Linked DNA regions of Sus scrofa: region 1 is linked to region 2. Evidence: chromatin contacts called from public Hi-C data. All regions are on one chromosome and are shown on one strand. The core of a region is the stretch at or near the end of the contact, and the rest is flanking DNA. Distances in the headings are between cores, read along the strand shown. Region 1 overlaps PTPN3 (tyrosine-protein phosphatase non-receptor type 3). Region 2 overlaps PTPN3 (tyrosine-protein phosphatase non-receptor type 3).

Evidence for each region. Hi-C and Micro-C count contacts between places; a contact is called where the count stands out from the background.
Region 1: a Hi-C map of omental adipose tissue shows a contact between it and region 2, with 1.6 times the contacts expected there. The contact joins two enhancer-like sites. A contact is called at or near these places in 10 of 47 Hi-C or Micro-C datasets (adipose tissue, embryonic fibroblasts, epiblast stem cells and 6 more).

What each region holds. Positions count from the first base shown.
Region 1 is chr1:250,558,402-250,562,553 of Sscrofa11.1, forward strand. All of the region lies in intron 1 of PTPN3 (tyrosine-protein phosphatase non-receptor type 3), which reads right to left. Among named protein-coding and RNA genes, the nearest start is that of PTPN3, 23 kb to the right of the region's middle. Within about 2 kb of position 2,675, at least 6 of the 83 cell types and tissues checked have an H3K27ac peak or open chromatin away from gene starts, as enhancers often do. A contact at or near this core is called in omental adipose tissue, where this site is marked.
Region 2 is chr1:250,456,654-250,460,965 of Sscrofa11.1, forward strand. All of the region lies in intron 14 of PTPN3 (tyrosine-protein phosphatase non-receptor type 3), which reads right to left. Among named protein-coding and RNA genes, the nearest start is that of EPB41L4B, 90 kb to the left of the region's middle. Within about 2 kb of position 2,413, at least 7 of the 83 cell types and tissues checked have an H3K27ac peak or open chromatin away from gene starts, as enhancers often do. A contact at or near this core is called in omental adipose tissue, where this site is marked.

The DNA.
Region 1 (4,152 bases), core at 1,425-3,924, 100 kb after region 2:
CTTGCAATGTGAAAAAGCCTTATTAAGACAATGTCTCCCCTGCTCTTTTGAGGTCCTTGAGAGGAGAGATTGTTCTTGCTTGTTCTGCTGGCACAGAGCCTTGTGGAACCAGATGAAACTCCCCTCAGAACCTGTGGACTTAATGAAGCAGTCAGCCCTAGGTCTTCTTTTGGAAGATCTGCTTCTATGCAAGAGACTCTCACCAATTCAGCTTCTCTGTCTACCTCCCCATCCATCCACTCCTGGGGACTGGAAGGTGCTCCATCAGCTCTGTCAGACACTGGGAAGTAAAGGCAAATTAGGCATGACTGATCCTTGTCCTTAGAGAAACCACAGACTAATAGAAGAGACAAATAGACTATTTCTAGGCAGTGAGATAAAACCTATCAGAAATAAGAGCCAGATACCGAGGGAGTAGAGACTAATCCAGTCTGGTGGGTCAGAGAAGACTTCGAAGATAAGACAATTGGGAGGCAAGAAGGCGATGACTTTGATAGGCAAGGAGGCGTTGACCAGGTACAGAAGAGGGAGAACATTCTGGGGAGAAGGTGAGCAAGTGCATGAATTTAAAATCTGTGATGAAGGGGAGTTCCCATCGTGGTGCAGTGGAAAGGAATCTGACTAGGAACCATGAGGTTGTGGGTTCTATCCCTGGCCTTCCTCAGTGGATTAAGGATCTGGGATTGCTGTGGCTGTGGTGTAGGCTGGCAGCTGTAGCTCCGATCAGACCCCTAGTCTGGGAACCTCCATATGCCGCAGGTGCGGCCCTAAAAAGCAAAAAAGAAAAAAAAAAATCTATGATGAGGCTCATTAGGGCATGTGGGGTGGGGTGGGGGAGGGGGGATAAGATAGAAACTCAGCCTGGCCTCACCCGAAGAGCCTTGTGTGTTACAGTGAGGAGTCTGGGCCCCGAGGGCCCTGGGAAGGAAGCATTGGAGATTTCAAATGGGGGTGTGACATGTTTGGATCTTGCATATTTAAAAGACCCCTCTGGCAACAAGGCCTTAGGAAGGGACAAGGAAGCTTATTGGATCGTTGAGTAAATGAAGGCGGGGAATGGAGGTGACCTGAAGGGCTGGCAGAAATCTAGAGAAGGAAGGGGGTGGGAGAGTCAGGAGGCTGAACAGACAGGCCTGGTGATGGGTGTGGGGGAGTGGGGGCAGGGTGGGGTGGGGGAAGGGGTCGAGAATGACCCCAGGTTAGACAACAGGGTGGATGATGGCACCTCCCACGGAGGTTGGGAGCTTTGGGGTGGGGATGGGGCTGGAAGATGAGTCCCCTTAGGACTGTGTGGACCAGGGGGCAGTGTGGGGGCATCAGGCGTATGGTTCATAGGCAGCTATACACCCCGACTCAGGAGAGAGATGCATTTGTGAGGGTGTTGAAATCATGGGTTTGGTTTGCTATGTGGCCTGGTGCTTGAGCTGGTGTTTGCAGAAATGCTGAGGAGCCAGCCTCACGTGGGAGGCATGTTTTTGGAGCCCCAGAAGAATGCCGACATGGCCGGGGAAGAGCTTATCTAGGATGTCCCTGTGGGAAACATCCTGGTTCACTTTTGTGTTGCCAGAACTCTCCACGGCGCTGGGAGATTAGCACACGCTAGGCATCCTGGATGAATGAATGAATGAATGAATGAATGAGGTACCCTGGTCCTTTGGAACTCACAGGTGGAGAACCAACATCATTAAGCCCTCTGCCTGTGGTGACTCTGCAGGTTCACGTTCTGAATTAACCAAATCAGCTTTCCCATAATTCCACACTTCCCAGAGATCCCCAGGTGATTTCTAGAATCACTCTGGGGACTTCCTGAAACTGCAGATTCCCGTGCCTCCTAGATAGAGATTTTGATTTAGGAGGTCTGGGCTGGAGCCTGGCAATCGGCTTCTGAAACAAACTCTTGAAGTGGTTCTGATGCGGATGCAACGTGGATGAAATCTGGGGGGAAAACCACTTGGGCTGGATATTCCCCGTTTCCCCATCCAGATCTGCTCCGTACTTTCATTCACTCTGTTCTGGCACCAGGGAAGCTGCCTTCCTTGGCCCGCACCCCCCTTCTCCTCTTCTCCCCCCCCCCCCCCCCCCCCCCCCCCCCCCCCCCCCCCGGCTCCTTTGGCCTCTGGCTTCCGCTTGGGTTTGACCAGTGGAGGGCAGCAGCAGGAGATGGGTGGCAGGAGCAAGGTGGGCGTTGATTTCCCCAGTCTTTTCTCTCTTCCAAGCTGTGGTTTGGCAGGGGCCGCCTCCGCAGCTCTTGCTGGGCAGCCCCTCCCTGCTGGCTGCAGCTCTGGCCAAGGGCTGCACCAGCTCCCTTCCTTCACCCCGTCAGGCCCTGGCCCAGTAACAACTTCCCAAGCACCTAGCCTCTGGGTGCTTCGCCATCATCATTTGCCTTCACCTCACCCAGACCTCGAAACAATCTTCTCATTACATGCTCTTCAGTTACCTCTTTGCGTGTGCTCTCTGCTTCCTGCCAAGGCAGGAAAACAAAAACACAAACATTGACTGGAAAGAGGCAGGAATTCTGGGCCCAGTTCAGTTCAGTTCAGTTCAATTCAGCAAACATTTACCGAGCGAGGTCCTCTGAGTCCAGCTCTGTGCCAGGAACTGAGGCTACAGAAAGTGACTCAGGCCCAGGACCTGCCTGCAGAGAGCTCACAGCCTAACGGGAGGTAGAGCCCCAGAATGCAGGGTGATGGTGGCATAACTGGGGGTGACATTGGAAGGGCAGGGGGAAACTACTATGCCAGGAGTGGCAGGTAACAAGAGGCTTCCCAGGAGAGGTGGTGACACGTGGGCTTTGGGTGGGCAGCGAAAGGATGAGAAAAGAACAATTCAGGAAGAGATAGAATCACGAAGATGTGAGTGGCTGCTGAAAGGAGGAACAGAGGCTGGATCTTCACACCTGCTCTGCTGGAAGGCAGAGGGATAGATGCTTTAGTCTTAAGATGTGCCATATTCCCCGGGGATGGGTGCTGGTCAGGGTGCCTCTGCTTCCAGGTGATCTGTATGCTCTGGGGGGGGGGGCTCTCCCATCTTTTCCAAACTGCCTGATAGGGGCTCTTTCCTTCTTTTCTTTTTCCCTCCTTCCTTCTTTCCTTCCCTTCTTTATTCCTCTCTTTTCTTTTTTCTTTCTTTCCTTCCTTCCTTCTTTTTCTTTTTCTTTCTTTCTTTCTTTCTTTCTTTCTTTTTCTCTTTCTTTCTTTCTTTCTTTCTTCCTTTCTTCCTTTCTTTCTCTCTATCCACTGCACCCACAGCATGGACACTCCCAGGCCAGGGATCAAGCCCAAGCCACAGAGGTGACCCAAGCTATAGCAGTGACAAGGCTGGATCCTTAATTGCTAGGCCACCAGGGAAGTCTCATGGGCACTTTCCCTCCTAAAGCAGGTTTAATTCAGCAGCCTGCCAAGGATCCCCTGCCACCCCCAGAAGGGGGTCTTAGAAGAAATGAGGGTGACCGGGTGGAGTATTGGGTCTGAGGTCCATGAGTTAAGACAAAAGAAAAGCTCTGGCTTGTACGTACAACAGACACCCCCCACCCCTGCCCCCCAATTTGGGACGCCTAATTCCACAAACTATCTCCACTGACTTTAAAGGGAGATGAGTCTGGCAAACTCCTCTTCATCCTTCAAAAGCCAACTGAGATTTCACCTCCTTCAGGAAGGCTTCCCGGAACCCCCTACCTAGTGCTCGTTCTCTTTATTCACCGTCGCCTCTGGTACATTTGTGTGACCACCAGCCTGTCTCCCTTACTTGACTACTAATCCTCAAGTACATGGCTTTCATTGATTTGTCTTTCTCTCCAGGACCCTGCACTGGGCCTTGGGCCTAACAGGGCATCAGAAAATCCTTGTTGACTTGACCTAAAAGGAATTCTTGCTGTACTAGGAGAAGTAATAATCATAGCGATAGTATCAGCGATTTGAAGAATGAGGAAACTGTGGCCCAGGGCAGTGAAGGGACTTGCTCACAATCACACAGCCCATAAACAGGATAGAAGGGGGTCTCGAAACCAAATAAGCCTGTTGATGCCGAGGGCTAGAGGATACATGGCTGGGCTGCTCACGCACAGGGGCACAGTACAGAGTGGCTGCCCCACGCTGCCCAGTCAAGAGGTTATGAATAAGAGCTTGTGTCCATGGAGCAAGGGCTCCTCAC
Region 2 (4,312 bases), core at 1,163-3,662:
GAGGCACTTGTCATGCTGGCGACAGAACAGGGGCCATTCCAGGTGGCATTTCTCTCTTGAGTCTGTGAGCTTCTCAAGCCCAGTCCTCTGGCTATTCCTCTCCTAGTGCACTTAACACGCAGCCAGACAGGTGACGTGGATCCTTATGAAAGGATTGTGTCTTCGTAGTATGGGTTTTTATGATGAGGAGACGTTCTGCAGGTGATGGTCTTATCTCTGCCATAAATGCCAAGGGCCTGAGATCAAAACTTAACTCAGCAAGTTGCGGAGGTGGCTGAGGGAATGTGGGTCAGAAAGGCTGCTTTCTGCCTCTCTGTCTCATCACGAATGGAATCATGTGTCATCCATCTGGCCCCCGGGCGGCCCCTCAGACGTTAAGATACCTCAATGGCAAGAGAGCACTTGCTAAAGTTTCGTCAATTCTTGCTTGACATCTCTGATGAGAGTTTCTTATGGACACATGTCCTGCAGCAGCACCTACCATGGGGCCCGGCTCACAGAGGACCACGTGCAGATGAGACAGACACCGTGCAATGGTGCTCCTGTGACATGGGTACCTGCCAGGGAGTCACGGGGCAGGCGCACCCTCTGGGATAACTTGGGACCTTGTTTGTACTTTATCTGAGGGCTGCATCCTACTTCACATGCCCATCTATCCATCTGCCTGTCCATCCAGTTGAGCTGTCACAGAATATCTACTAAGCGCCAAGTGCCAGGTTCTGGGAGGAGGAGAAGTGAATAAGGGACTCTCCCTGCCTTCAACGAGCTTGCTGTCTAGTTTAGGGTATAAAAGTCATCAGGTACCATCATCATGCTGTATTGGAGATGCTCAGATGTCTGGGGTATGGTGAGAGGCTAGGAGAGGCTTCACAGAGGAGGAGACACTTGAGTTTGAAAGATAAATCAGTAGAAGTTTAAACAGGTAGTCAAAAGGGAAGAAGAAAGTATTTTTGGCAAAATTCTAACAATGAAAAACCAAAACAGTGTCATGGACAGAGGCAAGAAACCTTGAAAAAGCACAGAAAAGGCATTTTAAGCAAGGGAGTGATGATGGGTATGGATTTCAGAAAGATAAGCCTGTTACTCTTGTTAAGGGTGGTCTGGAAGGAACAGAGACCAAAGACAGGAGGACAGGGAGTTCCCTTCGTGCCTCAGCAGTTAATGAATCCATGAGGATGTGGGTTCGATCCCTGGCCTTGCTCAGTGGGTTAAGGATCCAGCGTTGCTGTGAGCTGTGGTGTAGGTTCACAGATGCAGCTTGGATCCTGTGTTGCTATGGCTGTGGTGTAGGCCAGCAGCTCTAGCTCTGATTCAACCCCCAGCGTGGGACCCTCCATATGCCGCGGGTGCAGCCCTAAATAAAACAAAACAAAAAACAAAAGACAGGAGGACACTCAGGACACCACTGCAGCTGTCCCTGCAAGAGCTTGTTTGGGAGAGAGAATCAACAAGGTGAGAAAGCAGCTAAGGAAGGTGGAAGAAGAGGGGGAGTCGGGGATGCCTCAAGTGCCAACAGGTGCCAACTGGGTGGTTCTGAAATGCGGCTGTGCTCACCAGGACACAGGAGGAGCCACAGGCTGGATGTGAAGATGATGAGTTGAGATCGGGCCAGGCTGGGTTTAAGGTATTTGTTAGGTGTCCAAGACAAGTGGCCGGAGACCAAGCGAAGGACAGGCAAGGTGCAGGAAGAATGAACACAAAAACTTGTAATGAAACCTGGTCACTGCTGGTCTCCTCCGAGGAGCCAGTTTAGCCACCAGCAGGGGGACTGGTGACAAGGCTAAGGGAATTCTGACACTGGTGATGCAGTTGAAGAGGGGGATTCCCAAAGTTCCTTCCAGTGCACGGAAGCTATTAAATTTTTTTTAAAAAAATAGTGGTAAACTATACATAATGTAAAATTTACCATCGTAACCATGTTTAAGGTACCATTCAGTAGCATGACATGTATTCACACTGTCGTGTGTAGAGAAGTTTGGAAATAAACACCGACAGCTGCCTGTGTCCTTGGAACAAGGCAGGCTCTAAAGAAAGAGGAAAGCAAATAGCAAAGGCATCACGATGGCACCAAGCCCCGCCACTCCCTCCGAGGAGGAGAAGTTCTTCAGACGCAGCCCTCATCCGCCCTACAGCTTGTTTTCCTCCAGCTTCTGCTCTGCAAAGTCATGCTTCCTTTGGGACCCTGCCCCTTCTGATTTTTCTGGGTGGTGGGTTGCTTGTTTTTGGAAATTTCCTCTCTGCAGATTTTGGCCTTGGCTCTGAAGCAAGGAAAGGAACCCAGGATGACTGAGAGAGTGACAAGAGGGCAGTCGACTCGGGCACAAAGCAAACTGCCAAGGGTACCTCGTAACTATCATCATAAACTTGGCTGTGCTGCTATAAATACAGAACAAACCACGGTGACTCATCTGCTCGGGTGATGTTCAGAGAGGCTGAGCTGCGCCGCTGGGTTTAGAGCCAACGTGGAACCAACTACTCCTTCTCCTCCTTTCTCTCTTTCCTCCTCTTGTGTACATGGGTACAGAATGGTATGCTTCACTCTTCTTTCTCAAAGGAAAGCCTTGCTGTCTGCGACATTATTCATCTGATTTCCCTGACAGGATACTCCTTTTTGCCTCTTAACACACTCATTTGCTGTATAAAATACAGCCAACATTCCTTAAACATTTGTGCAAATAGTGTAGCCGACCCTCAGTATCTATAGATTCAACCAAGGTAGGATCGAATTAAATCCTTGGATACAAAGGACCAACTGTACTTGGCCATTTTACATAAGGGACCTTAGCATCTGTGGACTCTGGTATCTTCAAGGGTCCTGGAATCAGGCCCCCACAGATACCAAGTGGGGACAGTACTCCCTGAAGAAACTACCATGGTTTTTTCACCGAGTACAGACCAACCTTCCCTTCTTGGCTTGGGCAGTGGAGGCGCACCCCCTACTGCCTCCACCGCCCCGACTCTCAGAGAGGCCAGCAGCCTCTGAAGACCCAGCAGAAGGTGGCTTCCTGCCAGCAGGAAGGGGGTCCCCTACCTAAGGGAGGTGACAGGGGCTGCACCTTTTCAACTGTTCACCCCACTTGTAAAGCACAGCCGCTAACTTGACTCCGTGAGCCGTCTCCGGCTGCCTCACCTGGCAAAGCCCTGGCAAGGAAGCTGCCTTTGAATCACCATTATTGTCTACTTTTAACATTTTGCTGCAAAATAAAAAGTGCCCCAGGATGATGACATTTTTTTAGGTCTCACGGAGGAATTTCAGGAAGAACTGATGGGTAATGTTTAGGGGTGAGGAGGGCCAGAAATTACATAAAACCCAAAGGGCTTGGGGAAGTACATTTTCAATTCGGTTTTAACAAACTGATATTTAAAGAGCCGTGTGTGTGTGGTGGCCTATGAAGGTCTAGGGGCTCTAGAATTCCCTGATGGGGGTGCACACCAGGAAGATCTGCTATAGGACATATAACCAGGCTTCTCAGGACCCTCGGTCCCCCAAACTCTCTTCTCCTTTCAGCAAAGTGACAGCCTACAGTGCGACGATGATGGCTGACAATGTGCTGCTGGCCCAGCTGGCCTGGAGGGCTCTGAAGGCACAGACTCATCTAACTCGTCTTCCCATCCCTTCAATGAGCAGCCAAGGGTGTATAACGTGCGCTGCAGGACTTGGCAATGAGTGTAGCCCTTTAAGATGTCCACATACCACTGGACGGAATTCATCTCTCCTCTACCAGCATCTGGACACGTACTGGATCTGGCGCTGTCCGATATGGCAACCACTACCTACATGTGGTTCCTGACCCCCTGACATAAGGCTTGTGTGAGTGAGGGACTGAGCTTAGCTTTATTTTAAAGAATTTCAATCTGAAGAGCCACATGTGGCTGGTGGCTACTGGACTGCACAGGGAAGGTCCAGAAGCTCCAAAATTCCACGAAGGCATTGCAAACCACAGCAGGAGAAGCTGACATGGAGGGTGTGACTGAGCATCCCTGAGCCTGGGGCCAGTTCCCTAAATGGTCTTCCCCCTTCCACCAAAGCGACACAGCAAAAGGGCTCAAGTCATGCCTGCCTGCGTTCCTGCCTGGCACACCAAGATCTGCTAAACCACCGTGTCACACAAAAGGAACTCACACCCTTCTACTGTCGCCTCGACAGGGCTGCAAGCTGGAGCAAGAGATAGTGATCATTTCAACAAAATGTTATCCAAGCTCAGGTCACAAAGAGATAATGACCAGAGGATTACTTAAGCAGAGGTGCTAAGAGCGGAGATAAGCTGGAAACGGTGTTTGCTGCTGCAGTCAGGGATGGCAGAGAGGCAGC